Linked DNA regions of Gossypium hirsutum: region 2 is linked to region 1. A link is a contact called in public Hi-C data. All regions are on one chromosome and are shown on one strand. Each heading gives the region's core, a stretch centred on a gene start, on an enhancer-like site or on the middle of the called end of the contact. The rest is flanking DNA. Distances are from core to core; before and after follow the strand shown.

What was found. Hi-C and Micro-C count contacts between places; a contact is called where the count stands out from the background.
Region 2: a Hi-C map of leaf shows a contact between it and region 1, with 2.5 times the contacts expected there. The contact joins the enhancer-like site here to the promoter of LOC107910733 in region 1. A contact is called at or near these places in 2 of 34 Hi-C or Micro-C datasets (leaf and petal).

What each region holds. Positions count from the first base shown.
Region 1 is chrD02:20,005,379-20,008,078 of Gossypium_hirsutum_v2.1, forward strand. LOC107910733 (serine carboxypeptidase 1) reads left to right here and starts at 1,419. Exons shown (of 8, transcript XM_016838701.2): 1 at 1,419-2,101. The coding sequence starts at 1,726.
Region 2 is chrD02:20,321,104-20,323,803 of Gossypium_hirsutum_v2.1, forward strand. No RefSeq gene overlaps it. Among protein-coding and RNA genes, the nearest start is that of LOC107908097, 23 kb to the right of the region's middle. Within about 2 kb of position 1,363, at least 3 of the 9 cell types and tissues checked have an H3K27ac peak or open chromatin away from gene starts, as enhancers often do. A contact at or near this core is called in leaf, where this site is marked.

The DNA of each region.
Region 1 (2,700 bases), core at 169-2,668:
GATGGAACTTGGCCCATTTAGAGTAGAAAAAGATGGTAAAACCTTGCATCGAAATGAATACGCATGGAATAAGGGTGGGTTTCTTGCATTACATAACCGCCAAATTATCAGGGGTTTCCTTGAAAATGAATCATTGACTAACATTTTGTGTGTTAATATGCTAACATCATCTTTTTAGAATCGCCTGCCGGTGTCGGATTCTCTTACTCAAATAGAACCTCAGACTATAAGTCAAGTGGAGATTTAAGAACTGCCCAAGATTCCTATACCTTTCTTGTTTACTGGCTCCAAAGATTTCCTGAATACAAAACCAGGGAATTTTTCCTGGCAGGAGAGAGTTATGCAGGCCATTATGTACCCCAGCTTGCTCACACTATACTCCAAAATAATCAACACACCAATCAAACTATAATCAATCTAAAAGGAATTGCAGTAAGTTCCTGTAAGAATGTTCTTATATATTTATGTTGTCATGAAATGAATGTTAACAGGGGGGGTGTTATTGATGTATTAGATAGGTAATGCTTCTATTGATTTTGAAACAATTATGAGAGGAGCAGTGGATTTCTAATGGACGCACGCCCTTACGTCTGATGACATATACACTGGACTTGCATTGAACTGCGATTATTCTACTCTAAATTTATCATCCAAAGTTTGCTTAGGATTTGGGGATAAAGCAAATGATGCTGCTGGTAACATGTATGCCTCTATGCTCCCTTATGCAATTCCTCCTCAACTTCCACTTACCTTATATACCAAGTTGGTGAATAGAATGTTCCTAGTATTTTTTTCCACTTCTGCTTACTGAGAATTAAGAAATAGGTTTCGGCTTTCCATTCCTGCTCGAAAATTTATATTCATTCCATTAACAGTTTTGCCAATCATTAAGGAAGTAATGGACAGTGGAATTCGGGTTTGGATCTACAAGTTAGTCATTTGACTAAGTCCAATTTCATAGCCTTGGATAAAAACATTGATAGCTCATTAAACAAGAATCAAAGTTAAAAACTTTCTAATCAAGTTTAATGGTATTATGTCAGTGGTGACACAGATGGTGCCCTGCCTCTATTATGTAGCAAATATGCCATAAACAAACTGGGGATGCGCATTAAGACTGCCTGGTATCCTTGGTACCTCCATGGGGAGGTAAGAGTTTGAACTGAATTTCACTAATCTAATTATTGCTATTAGAAAATGAATCAAAGGTGTGATCAAGCTAATCATCTAGCTGGTTTTTGTCAAGGTTGGAGGGTATGCTGTTGGATATCAGAACTTAATATTTGTAACAGTAAGAGGAGCTGGACATTCTGTTCCCAGTTACCAGCAAGCCTGGGCCCTGGTGCTCTTCTCGTCCTTCCTAAACGGAAAGCTTCCGCCATCCGCACGAAGGTTCGACCGTTGAGAGAATGATAAATGTATTTTGCTAATTGATATATCATATTAACCGGAAATGTAATGTTAACTTTGTAACAAAGGGTTGAATGTTGAAAACCACACTCACCAAATTTCAACGTGGGTTAATTTTCATTCCCAAACAACAACAGGAATACATATCAAGCTGGCCCCAGGCCCCAGTAGATTTGTTAGCAAGTGCATCAAGCTGTGACTTGGCTACAAAATGGAAAATTATCCTCTGCCAGTATAAATTAGCATCAATATTGGCTTGCATACATACTTAATACTATTAGAAGCTTGCATAAGCTCTTGAGTCCAGAGGCCACCATGAAAGTTACTATTAAATACTTGCTGCTTGTGTTGTCTTGCTACTTTACAACTTTCCTCATTTCATGCAAGGGAAACCAGATTGGCAATCTCAACAGGTTGATCGAATCTCGCAAATCTCCACACCCTGAATCATGGGCTCTACTAAATGATCAAGAAGATAGTCACAACTCTCCAGTGTATGTAGGATCCCAGAAAGGGATGATGCAAAGTGATAAGATCAACGCACTGCCGGGACAACCTGAAGGAGTGGATTTTGACCAATATGCAGGCTATGTAACGGTAGACCCTATAGCTGATCGAGCGTTGTTCTATTATTTTGTGGAGTCACCACAAAATTCTTCCGACAAGCCTCTCGTTTTATGGTTAAATGGAGGTATCAAATTTATCTATACTTCTGAATCAACAGATAGGTATCGAGTTTATTTGCATGGGTATAGAAAATGTCATATTAAATCAAAACTGAATATGCCATAGCAATAACATCTGCCATTTACTGCATCACATGGTCTGCATATGATAAGCTTGAGTATATGCAAAAAAGAGAAGTATTTGCATACTCAATCTTTGGGAAATATGATTGTATAAAGAAGCTTGACGATAGTTTCAGTACAACACCGATGTAGAACTCCCATGTTTAACCTATCCATAGATCAAACCTTGATTAATCATTTCTGTAGAAAAAGCATCCATTTTGAAACAATAATAGTACTAGAAAAGTGTTTTTCCATCTGAAATCAATATCATCCTTCAGCTTTTCACAGAAACAAAGAACTTAGTGTAGGACCATTTCACTGTTGCGAACCAGAGCACTTCAAATTCACGCTGTCCTGCATGTTACAACAGTCCACACGCATGGTAGAAATAAGGGACCTAGAATCTTCAGTTTTCCAACTTGCAAGGACCAGCAAGTTGTGTGATAGGCTGGTTGACTGAGTCCAGCCAGGTAGGGAGCCCACTTTACTAAGAATATCC
Region 2 (2,700 bases), core at 113-2,612, 320 kb after region 1:
TTTGGATTTTATTATTCAACATATTCATTGATATTTAACACCACCAATTCACTTTTATAAGGTTTAGGGAAAATAGGTTAAGGCTTTCCACTGAGGAAACATTTTATATGGGGTTTCATCCTCTGTAGAGGCACCTTTAAAAAAGTTGCCCACATTTAGGAAAAAAATTATCCAGTGACTTAGGTAGATGGGTCATGGGTATTAGTTTTACTAGTTGCACATGGTCACTAGGACTATCAAAAGTCACAAAGTAGTCAATGTTAGGGATCAAGGAAACAAATTAGGGCATTCTAGGCACCTAGGCTTTAGGTTTTTCAACTGTGGTGGCATGAACAATCTTTGACATAAATGAACGGTTATATTAACACTCAGATCAATCGATGAGGGTAGATAATCTTTGTGGAATTGACACTTCAGCTATAGGTCACTCTGAAATTGTACAACTATGGTGTTGATTCAATTAAGTACGGTGAATCATCAATCACTTTAGAAGCCAAAATGAAGGTCTAAGTTTAGATTGCTCTAAGGATTTTAGAAAATAGTTTATGTTTTTTTGTTGTGTAATGTTATGTTACTAACTAACTAGCTGCCTTAACGTGTAATGTGATATAAATTATGCTATTGTAAAAAAAATTCATGAATTTTATGTCTTAAAATGAATATTGATAAAACATATTTCTTATTTTTCTGATGTTTGATCTACCAAAACATTAAACCTTAAACAAAATGAATAAAAATTAATTATATAAAGTAAAAAAATCTAATCCATAAACCATAAATAAAATGAATTAAAATTAGTTAGGAAATTATAAAAAAATGATGAATTTGAATTACTTTAGTTTCTTGCGTCTTTTTTTTTCAAACAACAAATGTTTCGATTTTTCATTAAAATAGGAAATTTCAAATTCATTACACATACCTTAATCCCTATAAAGTGTAAAGAAATAACAAAAATTATTAATAAACGCTTGTTAGGTAGAATAAAAAATAATTTATTGTTTGGTAGGTGTATCAAATATTAATCCATTTTCTGGGTAAAGTCACGATCGATCTTCACATTTGCAAAGTAGATACCCTTGTTAGGTTTGAAAGTATAAGAAAAAATACATCTTCAGAAATAAAGCATTACTCTTGACCTCCTCCCAACTTCTAATCTGATGTATATGAGCTTATCCCAATTAGTATAGATATGGTTTATCATTGACCCTAAACCATTCTACACAAATCTCAAATGGAACAAAATTATAATCCTGGATAAATGTAGCCTATAAGATATGTTGAAAATGATTGGCCCAATTGATGACATTCTGGACATGTTTAATAGCCCAATTGTGCTTCGACTCCAAACCTAAATCCATATCATGATACCTATCCATGTCATTTGGATTTGTTAGAATTTCTTACACCACTTCTAATTGCCACAAAGACATATATAAATGGCGTGCACACATTAAAAACTTGACTATGCGCATGTGCGATTGGTGGTAGTAGGACATTAATTTTTACCACCTAGTACGCCTTCTACACAAACTCTAAAAATAAATAAAAAAATATATTTAAATTCAATTATGAGGTGATATTAATTATATTAAATAAATATATGATAACACATGAATTATCGAATTATTTAATTCAATATTAATAGATGCTTGTATTGTTATAATATCATCCTTCTAGTAAGTTATATGATAATGATGACTAGACCACCTATTAAAATAAAAAACTATTAGAACCGATATAAAATGATAAGAATGTTTAACCTTTTATAACATATGCTTTAAATTTTACTTTCTAGAGAAAAGGGAAACTGAGATTCTTTGGGGGCACATCTCCACTAAATCTATATAAGATCCATGTGGGCGCTCAGATTCATTGATTGCCATTCGTCCTAAGGTGTTTTATCCTAGGACATAACATCATCGTCGGTGACAGGGAGATCAAATCAGACTACCATGTCAATAGCCTTTTAACACGTAGTTGAACATGTCTCCCACTATAAAAGAGCCCATGCAAAGAACTCATAGACACTCATGTACACTTCTTCCTTAACCCAGAAAATATTCATACTAGAGAATCTTTCCATCTATCTCTTCTTCAGGTGGTCCTCCACACCAACCACCATCTTCCTCTACATGTTAATCCAACGATTAACAATATTGAAGTAGAAAAACCTGAAGTTTGATCTCCAACATTTAATATCTTATTTGATCAATTCTAATGTTATAATGTATTGTTGTAATATATTATACAATTTATATCATGTAAAAAATAAAATTATATAATATGTTAAATTATGCCATAAGTCCCTATACTCTTCATGATTTGTAATTTAGTCCATATATTTTTATTCCTAGGAATTTACACCCTATACTTTTCAAATTTCAAAATTCAAATCTAATTGTTAAAATTGTAAATTTTTTTTTGTTAAATTTATTGGTGTGGCCTTTTGAAATAATAAAAGTGCTAACTTGGTAGCAATGTAACTAAAAAAATGATGTCGTAATGAACCTAAATTTAACAAAATACTTGAAATTTGAAATTTGAAAGGTAGATGAATTAAATTCCTAGAAATAAAAGTATAGGACTAAATTCCAAATTTATGAAGTGTATAAGGACTTATGACATATTTTAATCTATATAATATTATAATATAAATATCAAAAAATATGTTATAACTATTTATATCTAAAATTTTGATAA